Regions from separate parts of the Mus musculus genome. Here region 1 is linked to region 2. Evidence: chromatin contacts called from public promoter capture Hi-C data. All regions are on one chromosome and are shown on one strand. The core of a region is the stretch at or near the end of the contact, and the rest is flanking DNA. Distances in the headings are between cores, read along the strand shown. Region 1 holds the start of Bscl2 (Berardinelli-Seip congenital lipodystrophy 2 (seipin)). Region 2 has its middle 25 kb from the start of Slc22a8.

Evidence for each region. Promoter capture Hi-C pulls out the DNA fragments that hold promoters and counts their contacts.
Region 1: a contact with region 2 is called in a promoter capture Hi-C map of hippocampal neurons, with 5 times the contacts expected there. A contact is called at or near these places in 4 of 39 promoter capture datasets (the 3T3-L1 cell line, embryonic stem cells, hippocampal neurons and 1 more), 6 of 484 Hi-C or Micro-C datasets (CD4 T cells, the G1E-ER4 cell line, the N1E-115 cell line and 1 more) and 3 of 130 datasets of targeted methods (embryonic stem cells, large pre-B cells and stem cell-derived neural progenitor cells).

The regions. Positions count from the first base shown.
Region 1 is chr19:8,832,965-8,839,763 of GRCm38.p6, forward strand. Bscl2 (Berardinelli-Seip congenital lipodystrophy 2 (seipin)) reads left to right here and starts at 4,503. Exons shown (of 12, transcript NM_001136064.3): 1 at 4,503-4,900; 2 at 6,612-6,799. The coding sequence starts at 6,746. It overlaps Gng3 (guanine nucleotide binding protein (G protein), gamma 3), which reads right to left and starts at 6,282. Exons shown (of 3, transcript NM_010316.3): 1 at 6,027-6,282; 2 at 5,590-5,689; 3 at 3,965-5,307. The coding sequence starts at 5,688. The coding sequence ends at 5,179. Hnrnpul2 (heterogeneous nuclear ribonucleoprotein U-like 2) reads left to right here. Exons shown (of 14, transcript NM_001081196.1): 14 at 1-1,178.
Region 2 is chr19:8,565,154-8,571,144 of GRCm38.p6, forward strand. No RefSeq gene overlaps it. Among named protein-coding and RNA genes, the nearest start is that of Slc22a8, 25 kb to the right of the region's middle.

The DNA of each region.
Region 1 (6,799 bases), core at 3,253-5,752, 270 kb after region 2:
CTAAAAGCTTACTCAGCAACAGCATCCTACAACACTTCCTGGTGAGAAAATCTCTGGGCTGAGTTACTAGGACATACTTCACTTCCACTTCCTTGCCTGAGCAGTTCTCTTGTTTAAACTTGTGCTGAGATTTGAATCTTCCCTGTCCTGATGTCCTTCCCACGCAGGCAAGGCTTCTCAGGGTGTGCAGACCTCATTCTGAGTCCTGGTTTGTTAGGACACACCGTTCTGCTCAAGGACCTCTTTCCAAGGCTGCAGTGGGCCTGGGAGGAGAGAAGCGTGCTCATACTGTGTCTTTTCTATTGCACTTGTCCCTATGGTGCCACAGATGGGTTTGTGTGTGGCAGTGGGTGGAATGATTGCATGCATCTTTTGTAACTCGCTGGTATTAGAAAGGGAGTTCAAGAAAGCATTGTTTATAATGTCAGGGCAGGAAGATAGAAACTGGAGCCCAAAGAAATCCCCTTAGAAGAAGATTATGTTAGAATAGGAAACTTAATTTCCAGAGGCAGAAGCTGTCCCTTCAGATGTTTAGTCCTCCAACAAATAATACTTTGACGGTACTCTGTGATCTGGATTTTAGGTGGTAGAGCCCTCAAAAGTGCAAAAACTTAACACTGAAGTTTGAGGCAACATGGGTCAGAGAGTATACTCGCTGTTGATTTTCAACACCAGAAAAGTCAAAGTCCTTTTTTTTAAAAAAAGCTGTTTTTCTAGTGGAATGGAGAATGACACTGCCACATCCTTGTTGGGTCTGTTCAGGAGGTCTCCTGCATCAAAGTGGACGTCTGCATTTTGTTTCTGTCTTGTGTTTTTATTATGAAAAGAAATGTTATTGGGACGGGTGTGGGGTGTAGATTATGGTAATAAGAGGAATCCCTGGTTTTGTTTTCCTTAAAAGAGTTGTTTAGTGTTTTATCAGATGTCTGTTGTAGTTGTAGATGGAAAAGCTTGTAAACAAACAAACACCACATGGAGCCTGTAAATGTTTTTGCACAACCTGTAAAGCATTCTTGGAAGTGGCCAGTAAAAAAACGGGGGAGGGGGGTTCCATTTTTAAAAATGTAACTGTGTCATTGTTTACATATGTAACTCTTACCCTGTTCTCATTACACCATTCTGGCAAAAAATGTAGACACAGTAGTTCCAGTTTTAGAATAAATAACCATTTGGATTGAATTTTCCTATCTCCTGTGGCTGCACTGACTGGAATGATCATGGAGGTGTTTATTTTTAAAATGTATTTTTTCAAAATAATTTCTTTTGAGGCAGAATCTCCTTGTATCTCAGACTGGCCTGGAACTCTTGATCATCATGCCTTAAAACCCAAAATGCTGCATTTATACATGTTTGTCACTATAACCATCTTAATCACCTATTTTAAATTTTGGTATGTGCACAGAAGTGCACAGGGATCGAGTGTACATGCAGAAAATGGGGATATGAGTCACATGGTGGTCAGAGGACAACTTTGTGGAGTCTTTCTCCTATCCTTATACAGGTTCCAAGGACCAAACACAAATTGCCAAACTTTGGTGACATGCCAAGCCACCTATTTTTTAGTGCTTAGTTATCAAGATGCACTGGTTACAGCCGAGGATGGCCTCTGTATATGACAGCTGTGCTCTTCTCTACGCCTTCACTTGGGACTAGCTACATAGGAATCTGTCAACCTGGTGTGTGCTTAGAGTAACATCTTTATTTTTAATTTTATTTATATATACAAGTGTTTTACCTGCATCTGGGTCTACCACATATGCAGTACCTTCGGAGGCTAGAAGAGGGCATTGGATCCCCTGGAACTGCAGTGTCCCATGGTTGTGAGCTTAAATGGTGGTGCTAGGGCTGGAGACATGGTTCAGTGGTTTAAGAGCAGTGACTGCTCTTCCAGAGGTCTTGAGTTCAATTCCCAGCAACCACATGGCACATTACAACCATCTGTAATAGAATCGGATGCCCTCTTCTGGTGTATCTGAACCACACAACATTTAAAAACAAAACCATAAATACAAAATTTTAAAATAGACACACACAAAAAAAATCCTTTTAAATGGTGGTGCTAGGAACTCTGAATCCTGATTCTCTACAGCCAGTAGAACAGCCAGTGCTCCTAACCACTGAGCCATCTCTCTATCCCTCTTGTACTAAGATCTTGAGCCATTAGAATGGAAAATTTAACTCTTGGGCTCTGCTAAAATAATCAGTTAGATTTTTGATGTTTTGTTTATGAAATCCATTAAGTATGTGATATTACCTAAGAAGGAAAGTCTTCATTTTTCTATTGAATTTGAAGAATGAAAGCTACAGAAACTTTGTTTTGTGTTTGTTGTTTTGAAGCTGGGTATTGGCTATTGTAGCCTAGGCTGCAACCATACCAGGCTCAGGAGGACTTTGGGTTTTTTGCCTGTTAGCACGCATGAGCCACAGTACACCTGTGAAGATCGAAGGATGACTTGGGAGTCTCCTTTCTACCATTTAGGACTCAGGAATTGAATCCAGTCATCAGACTTGATGACAGGAACTTCTACCCACTGAACCATCTTAGGCTCCATTATTGGCATTTTGGAGCTGATTATAATTAGTGTTCAGCCTGACGTGATATCGAATGCCTTTGTCCTAACACTAGATAGGCCAAGACAGGAGAAATGCTATGAATTCAAAACCAGAATATTCCAGATCAACTTGGCCTACAGAGCAAGACCCTGTTTCAAAAACAACAGTAGCTTATACTGGTGTATGAATGTAATCTGAGCACTTGGAGTTGGGAGGCAGGAGGATCAGGAGTTCAGACCCTGTCTCAATCCACTGATGGTCTATTCCTAAGATTTATACCCATGAATGTTTTGTCTGCATATATCTGTGTGTACCATGCTTGTGTCTGGTGCATGCAGAGTAGGAAGAGGGCATTGGATCCTCTTGAAGTGGAGTTAAGGTCAGTTTGTAAGCCACCATGTGACTCCTTTGAGAACCCTCTTCTAGCCCTACTCTGAAACAGCTTACACCTTGTCTGTACGAGTTGCTAGGCCTGGTTCTCCTCAACCAGATAGTCACTCCTAATTTGAATAGGTATCAAATTGCATGAGAAAACTAAGATGGGTATTTTAGAGGATAAGGTAGGGCAAGGATTAACCTAATAACACATTTTAAGCACTTTTGGCTTTTTACCACATCTGAGCTGATAGAGATTAGTCTTTTTAGTCTCTTGCTACTCCCTGTGTACAGTTTAAGCATATACACATAGAAAAAAACATTCATTAGGTATTAGGCACCTATTGCATTCTAGACATTGTAAGCAGGCAGGGATTATAACAAGGATCCTTCCTGGGGTTTTCACAAGAAAGAAGGAGCAAAGGTTATAAAATACTGAAGTCTGCGTGTGTGCGCATGCACGCGCTCTAGAGAGAGAGTGTGCAGGGTACTCTTGTGGAGTCAGAAAAACTCTTGAGTTCTCCCCCACCACCTTGATGGTTGAAACTCACTGGGCCTGCAGTCAAACACCTGTACCTGTTCAGCCATTTGGTTATGACACCCAGGGAATAGTTAGACCTTCCTACCCAGAACGATTTGTCACCTAAAACTAGAACAGCCGGGCATGGTGGCGCACGCCTTTAATCCCAGCATTCAGGGAGGCAGAGGCAGGCGGATCTCTGAGTTTGAGGCCAGCCTGGTCTACAAAGTGAGTTCCAGGACAGCCAGGGCTATACAGAGAAACCCTGTCTCGAAAAACCAAAAAGAATAAAAACAAAAACAAAACAACTAGGACATTTAAATGTAGCCCAGGATCCAAAACATATATGTACGTTCACTCAGACCAAAAAGCTTCTAGGCGGTGGCCTGGATCCCCTAACCCTTTGCCGGGATCTCACTCTAGGAGGCATTCTTGAGACATGGTTTCCAGTCAGACGACATTCTGAACCCTTGTGATGTTTTCAGTTACCTTGAGGAGAAAATAAAAAAGCCCCAATTCAACAAGAAAACAAATTTATTACTTATTTAGATCCCACAGAGACCAAGGAACAGGGTGCTCCAAGATGGCCTGTTTAACACATTTGTGTTATTACATACACCTCAAAGGGAACCTCTACTCAGGCGAGATTCTTATGCAAAACTCACTCTGGGCTTCTTGGGTCCCAGTCCTAGTGACTGGTTGTTTTAAGTCAGGATTTCATTGTGTATTGTGTGTCGTCGTGGCTGGCTTGGAACTCAGAGATCCATCTGCCTCTGTGTGTGTCCAACACCTCCGGAGTGTTGGTCACCACACTGAACTTAAGAACCCATGACTGCTTTAGGTGTCTCCCCATCCCCACTCCCCGTGATTGGTCTCCAAAGCATGTCTAGTTCCAGATTCTATGGGACAGAGAACCTGACTCTGACTTTGAGAGGGCAGGGGCAGCCATTTTAAGACCAGAGGATCGCATAAGGGATCGTTCCCTATTGGGAACGCTGGGGACCGCCATTTTAAGAGCACCCTCGGCGCGTGCCTCCATGCGGGTACGAACAGGCAGCCGCCATCTTGGGCATTGGCTGCCGCGCCGAGTCGCCCTGTCCCGCCCCACGGCCTCTCGGGCCACCTCCCCCCGGGGCTGCTGTCCCTGGGCCTGCGGAAACCCACCCTGCTCGCCCTTGTGTGGTTCTCGCCGCTTACGTTGCGCGCTCGTGTGAATGCTCCGCGGCTTCTGAGCGCTCGTTTTAACAACCCCCCACTGGGGGCGCTCGGGCACCTTATACTTTGCGATCTCCAATCCTTACAATGTCTAACGGGCTCGACTGGCCCTGTTCCCTGGATATGGCAAGTGTATCGATTAAGGATCCTCTTTCCCAAGAACGCTAACACAGACGTTGTCCTCTGAGGCTCTGAATGACTTTATTCTTCAAATGCCTTTACCTTTCATAGCTCCAGGTGAGCACCCGGGCATCCCCCTCTCCATTGCCTGAACGGATGGATCACCGAGGGAAACAGGCAGGATTTTGGCAGTTTAGCGGGGTCCCTTTATAGATAGAGTAGAAGGTGCTTGGAGTTAGCCTGAAAGGGTGAGGAGATGGGGTAGACATGGGTAAGGAGGGCCTTGTGCTTCAAATAATCTCCGGGTAAATGCGGGTAGAAGTGATCTACTACAATTTCCAATCTAAGGGCGGGTCTGGGAGGGGGCGATGAGTTCAGAGGAGGTCCACCGCTCTTCAGAGGAGCGCACAGAAGAACTTCTTCTCCCGGAAGGGGTTCTCGGAAGTGGGCACAGGAGTGATGAGGGGGTCCTCACAAGCGTGGGCATCACAGTATGTCATCAGGTCTGCTGCTGCCTTGGACACCTGGAACCCAGCCAGGAAGGGATACATTAACCAGAATTCCTGAAAGGGACTGCAGTTCTCTTCTCCAATAGACTATCTTTTTGTTTCTAGTGCCCTTTGAGACAGCCCTCTCCCCCAACGCCAGTCCTCGGGAACAACTTTGCTGACAAAGCCCAGTTTCTGCCACTGACCTCAGGGTGTCAAGAAAAGAAGCATCTTTTCTTGGGGGGAGGGGGGAGGGGAGGGTATTGCAAACCCACAGCTGAGCCCTGAAGGGCTGATGGGAGCCAGGGTCGCACCCACCTTTATCCGGCACAAGCTGGCCTCAATCTTAAGCTGTTCCACCATCTTGCGTGCTTGACCAATACTCATAGTGCTGTTAACGGGGGTCTCCCCTTTCATCCTGGAGTAAAGACAGTCAGCTGAAACACTCAGCTCTTCACAACCACACACCTGGGATTGTGCCCCCATTCTCCAGTGGCCATCCCAGGTTTTTTTTTCTTTCTTTTTTTTTTTTTTTTTTAAGTAGGGAGAATGGAGAAGATAAAATGAAATATTCTCCTAACCCCTGGGTCCTGGTCATCAAATTATACAAACGATTTAAGGATTTTAAGTCTTTGAGCCAAATATGTTACCAGCAATGAAAGCCTCAGTCAGAAAGAGCCCCACCCTGATGAAATCACATCAGCCACCTGTCCCCCCTCAAGCCCTGAAGAGAAAAAAAGCTGCTTTCTACTCACCTGAAGTAACAGCAGCGGCAGCCAGGGATGTAGGGTCAGTGGGGAGGGGGCACCAAACCCTGCCTCAGATAGGTGCCCCACCCTGCCAGGACTTGGAGCTAAAAATATCCGTAGCACTGACAGTTAATGCAGAGAAGGTCACTAGAGATGCTCAGACGAGATCCTTGGAGGGGTGGTCTCAGTCTCCACAGCTTAAGTTCTGCCCAGATGGCTGGTACCTGAAGGATGAAGGATGCTAGAAGGAGCTGCTGATTCTGGCGCATACCAACTGCCTGGACAGTGGGGGAGTCAGTCTGCTGTTTGCATCCCCTGTGCACACCCTCACTGCTGCTCTCTCACTACCTGCCCCTGCCATTGTACAAGTCCTTAGTCTAAACTAGATAGCTCCCCAAAGGGCCTGAGGCAGAAGCAGGCTCCCCTCTCAAATGGGGTGGTCTGGGCCTGTGACAGCCCCTGCATTAGAGTCTGTCCCCACTGCGGAAGACCCTGCTCATTTGAAAGTCTGACATCAGCTGGGCTGCTGCTCCCCCACCCCCACCCCCACCCTGACACAGCACTTAGCACCTGAATCTTGGTTTCTTTCAGTGACCCACCGTTCTTCAGAGCTAGGAAAATGTAACACTCTACAGGTGATCAGCTTCTAGATCACCACTTTCTACCACGTGAGTGACGCGAGCTGGGAGACCCAGAGGTAACCCATCAGGAAGATAGCTAAAGAAATGATACATCAAAGAAGAGAAGCTGGGGCAAGAGAGACATGCAGAGACCAGATC
Region 2 (5,991 bases), core at 3,293-5,792:
ACAAAACAGTACAATTACATTGCTTGAGAGGCTGTCCCTTTACAGTCAGCACTTATGTATATTAGACAAATATACCAAATTATTCATAAAGAAAATGTCTTATTTTTTCAATTTCAGGTAGCATTGCATGATGGAGGAGACTTGGAGAAGAATAAGAGGGACAGGATGAAATATGTAAGGGGAAGAATGTTAACTTAAAAGCCGAGATGGGGCTGGAATGATGACTCAGCAGGTAAGAACACAGGCTGCTTTTCCAGAGAATCTGGGTTTAAATTTTCACCCACATGATGGCTCACTACTATCTGTAACTCTAGTCGCAGGGGATCCAACACCCTCTTCTGGCTTCTCTGGGCACTAGGCATGCACATACAGGCAGACAAAACACCCCATGCACACAAAATAAATAACTTTTAATTTTCAAAAAAGCCAAGTGTAAAAGCATTCCAAGAATTCACAATCACAAATGAAAATTTAATACAAAGTATGCAAAATGTGTGTTAAAACACACGCAAAAAAAGTAAAGGATTGACTTTAGTCGATTTTGAAGCTTTATGTTTATTTAGGGGAGTGTTTGCTTGTTTGTTTGTTTGTTTTTGAGACATGAGATCTCACTATGTAGCTTTGGCTGTCCTGGAACTCACTATGTAGCCCAGGCTGGCCTCAGACTCTTGGAGCTCCAGCTGCCTCTGCCTCCTGAGTGCTAGAGGTAAAAGTGAGTGCCAGCATGACTGACCCTTTTAGTTCATTTTAAAGAAATATCTATTTGAGCTTTTGCTCCATTTGTTAAGGACATGTCAGTCTGTGAGTATATACATGCATTTGTTTCTGTGTATGGGTATAGAGAGAACACGTGCTTCACACCCTGGAGAGTATATGAAGAATGGAAAACACAGAGCCCCAGCAGTAAGCTGGCCTTGGTGGTCTCATAAAGCCACCAAGAAGAAGGGGCAGACATCAGCAATGTTTTCCAAGTGAGTGACTCATCAGCCCTATGTAACAAGGAGACAGCTGACCACCCAGACTTCTTCCTCCGTCTCCTAGCAGATGAAGCCTCCAGATGGCCCTGCTAAATATAATGAGATGATAATCAGGCAAGCAAAGACGTCTAATAATGCAACAGACAAATTCAGCATAAGCCTACTGATAGGACATCAGCCAGAGACAACGCTAAGATAATGTCACCAGGGCAGGCATTGAGCCACAAGCTCCAAACACTGATGTCACCAATTAAGCTTAATTACAAACAAAGGATATAAGGATAATGGCCAGAGGCTTGAGTCTGGACTTGAAGCCTTCGCCTTCATTTAAAAAAAAAACAAACAAACAAACAAACAAATCAGTCCATTTATAAGTCAGACTATTTAACCCTAGCTGCTTTGATGATCTGTGGGGGAGGGGGGAGAACCACCTGCCAGCTAAGTCCCAAAATCCAGTTTTTGTTCTTCTATAACGGATTTCTGGCCACAGAGGTGGGGGCTGCAGTTCTCAGCCTGTCTTGCAGAAAAGTGTGGCCTAAGGCTCTTCAGCAGCATTGTTTTCTGGACAGTGAGGTGTGAGTGTATGTATTCTGTGCAGTCTCCCCTCCTCTTCTCCTTTTGAGCCCCAGTGAAAACTTCTTAACCCAGTACATCAATTCAGTTTGTTCTTCTGTCATCTCTAGGATACTGCCTTCATCATTGTGGTCCAAAATGACTCACCCTTCAGCCTACACTCCACTGTTCTGAAAGAGAAGAGCAAATGCTCAGATTCCCAAACTTTTCTTTTAAGATGATTTTCTTTTTATTTTTAATCACTTGTATGTGTGGGGAGTGGGTGTGCCTGTGAGTGCGGTGCCTGCAGAAGCCAGAGAGGGACACCAGGTCCCCTAGAACTGGAGTTACAGGAATTGTGAGCTTCCTGATGTGGGTGCTAAAAACTGAACTTGGGTTCTCTGCAAAAGCAACAAGCCCTCTAACAGCTGAGCCACGTCTCCAGCCCCTAAACACTTTTATTTGCTTGGTTGTGTATGTGCACACATGACACATGCATACATATCTCAGAGCACATGTGGCGGTCAGAGGACCACGTGCAGGGCTCAAGAGATGGAACTCAACCCAGATTCCAAACTCTGAACACTGTTTTTGCTCATTATGTGACATCATCTTCTAGACAGAAAGTCATGTGTGAAGAGGGCCACCAGGGGTCAGCATGAGACAAGAACAATAGGAAGAGGCGAAATCTCAGTCTTTCCTCCTGGCAACATTTCCTTGGTGGGAAAAAAAAAAAAAAACCTGAAAGTCAATAAGAACAGAGTACTGAACAACCGAGTTTCCTTGTCTAAGTGTTGGCATACATCATTACATGTATTGTAAACATGGTTGTTGGTTGTAACAGTTTCACAAAGGCTAAGGGAAGTTCCAATTTGCTGTAAATAAGGCTGGCCCTGAACTCTTGCTACTCCTCGAGCACCTGCAAGAGCTGGAATCACAGGAGTCAGCCAGGTCATGTGGAGCTCAGATCAAACCCAAAGCCTCATGCACGGTACCCGCCCACGGCGCTACCTGCCCAGCCCTAGATTGCAAACCACCTGACTACCCACAGAGCACCGGCCAGGGATCTAGCTGACATTGAGATCCAGGCAAAGTCTTCGCCCTCAAAAAAGAATCGTTATAATCTAATGGGGGAGGGGGGAGGAGAGTGCAGGGAATGGCAGACAGTAACAAATAAATATATCAAAACACAGAGTAGAGCAAAGCTGAAGGGAGACAAATAAAAACAAAGTAAAACAGTGTGTGTGTGTGTGAGAGAGAGAGAGAGAGTGCCATAAGGAAGCCAGTATTCAGTACTAACTTCTGAAATAAAGATATATATCAGAACATGAAGGCTGGGTGATAAACAGGAGCCAGGTGGGATCCATTTCCAGTGCCAAGGAAAGTAATTGTGTTGTGTTTTGTTTTGCCGTGCAACAATGTCCTCTTACTATATACAGGGCAGTGACAATTGTTGTCTTAGTCTCTCCATACAGGCCAAAAATAATGCTCTGCTTAACATATTGGAACTTAAAACTGATTACTGCCTAATGAAGATTTAAAAATTATCATAAAACAAGTTTAGCCAGGGGCTGGGTCATCCTCAGGCCTCCAAGAACACAGACCTAAATGTGACCAGCTGGCCCCCAGTCTCCATTCACTGCCTGAGGTAAATGCTCAGATCAGTGGAACCTTCTGGACTCAAACCCATGGAATGTCCAACAAGATTTCCAGAAAAAGTCATTGCTACATCTTTCCGGGGTGTTACAGAAATGTGCTGGCACATACGTTAATAATTTAATAATACTAATTAATTTAATATTAAATTTAATATAACATTTAATAATTTAATAATAAGCACAGCTGTCATGGAGTTCATACCATGGTCATTCTCAATAATTTTAAAACATCTCACTGCCAGACAGTAGTGGCACATGCCTTTAGTCTCAGCACTTGAGAGGCAGAGGCAGACGGATCTCTATAAGTTCAAGGCCAGCCTGGTCTAGAAAGCAACTTCCAAGACAGCCAAGCCTACACAGGAGAGAGAGAGGCAGAAGTGGGCAGATCTCTATGTGTGTGAGGCCAACCTAATCCTCATAGCAGGTTTCAGGTGAGCCAGACCCTGTGTCAAAAAAAAACAAAACAAAACAAAACAAAACAAACAAACAAAAAAACAAAAAAAAATTTTTGTGTGTGCCAGGCAGTGGTGACCCACACCTTTAATCCCAGCACTTGGGAGGCAGAGGCAGGCAGATTTCTGAGTTCGAGGCCAGCCTGGTCTACAAAGTGAGTTCCAGGACAGCCAGGACTACACAGAGAAAAACCACCCTGTCTTGAAAAACCAAACAAAAAAAAAAAAAAGAAAAGAAAAGAAAAGAAAAAAAACAAAAAAAAATATTTTTGTGTGTCTATAATCCCCAAGGACTGGAGAGGCCGGGTAAAAGGATCACCAGTTTAAGAACAGCATGAGTTACGTAGTGAAAGTTAAAATACGGAGAGAGGAAAAAAGAAAGGGGAGGGAAGGGGAGAAAGAGGGAGAAGGAGAGGGAGATAGGGAAAGGGAGAGAGGGGAGAAGGAGAGAGGAGGAGGGGAAAAGAGGGGAGAGGGAGAGGGAGAGGGAGAGGGAGGAGAAACACGCGAAACAAGAATAGGAAGAAAAAAAAAAAAAAAATACTGATTCTCCCTGCAATATCCAGAAGAACCAACACCCCTCACATACCCAACCTAACCACAGCCCTTCATCTGAAAGGAAGGGTCCTTAGCAGTATCGGTAATACTGTAACAGACATTCAGGAAATACTATTTACAAAGGAGTCTTGTCCCACACATATAGCTTTTCCACTCTGCTGATCAAGCTCCCTGTATTTGTTGTCACCTGACTTTCTTCCCAGGTGCAGCTATCCCAGGGCTGCGACCCCTTCGGTTCATTTAATCAGTTAGAGAAGCCACAATTCCATACTTCCACACGATGTCACTGTCGAGCTAGTCTGGCGGGGCTGCGGGGGTGAAGGTGGGGGGCACCTAGCCGCTGCTGGGCACAAAATTTGCGCTCTGGCCCTCCTCAGCGTCCAGTACAATGCAAGAAGCTGTCCTCTCTCGCGCTCCCCTGAACCCTACACACCGATACAGAGATTGGGCAGAAGCGGGGACGAGGGGAGTGAGGCTGGCTGGCTATGCAGCCTCTTGAACTACTTGCTTCTCCTGAACTACCCAGAGAGTCAACCTCAGTCTGTTAATTCCTCGCCTCAACTTTTGTCCCAGAGGGAACACCTCCCATCTCTTTCTGAGGAAGGCTGACCTGCTGGTCGAAGGGTGGCCGGCCCTTCCCTGGAGACCACATTAGACACAGGGGCCCATGGGACCTTAGCGGGTCTTGAAGGAAACGTCATGCCATTTCTTTCTACAGAAAAGATGACACAAAAATATGCATCTCTGGAAGGTGCACACACCACTTACCGGGGAAATACAAGTTAAAGGGGCAATCTCCTGGCAACCCAGAAAGCCTCCTGCAAAAGTGGAAGGAAGGGAAATCCCAAATAACTACTAAAGCAGAATGTAACATTCAGCAAGCTACCAAGAGACTGCAAAGAGAAAAAAACTCTCCCCATTTATTGTAGCCAAGCAGAAAGTGCCCCCATTCGAAACACTGTAGATGGAAGGGTGGATGGGTGGATGATGGACAGATGGACAGATAACAAAGAAAACCCTGACTTCACAGAAAGTCTATCCAAGTCTGGTAATTGTACTGGCCACCTATGTTTAATGCCCTTATTCAGATGAAAACCCCCTTTTCCCTGTGAATAAGACCAAAAGTAGGTAGGAAGGTAATCTGGAGCAAGGCCCAACTGAGGTTAGGCTAGGACACTGGCAGAAACTGGGTCATAGGGCACTGAAGTCCTTGCTGGTTAAATTTCAAAGAGATGCTTCAGGAGGTCTTGTGAAAACACTTTAGGGGAGGAAAACTGGAAGAAGGACTTAGTTTGCTTCTGAAAGGATTTACAACCATTAGCAAGAGGCAGGTGAGTCTCTGAAATACCAGACTCTACTCTAAGAGGGAGCTGGGGAAAGCTTTTGGCTTCTTCTCAACAGAGACAACTAAACTGTTTTCTCTCCTTAAGTTGGTTTGGGACTGCCCCCACACAGCCTTCCCCTCCCCTTTCCTGGAGGACCAGGAGCATGAGAGGACAAAGGTGAACTCGGGAGGAACCACACCAACCATAGCACCACTGCTCCCTGGAAATCTGTCCCCGATTAAGCTAGGCCTTTGTCAAGCTGGCTGGAACATGCTGGAGGAGAAACAAATATTTAGATATTGGTCAAGAGTGGTTTCTGTTTTCACTCAGCTTTTTCTTAAAGTTTTCAAAAATACAGGAAAATTGAAAGAATGGTATAATGAATACCCCATCTAGTCACCACTTAGGCTTAAGACATGGACATTAGCAGTGTTCAGGCTCTGGAGTGCTCACCATTGCATTAAAGATC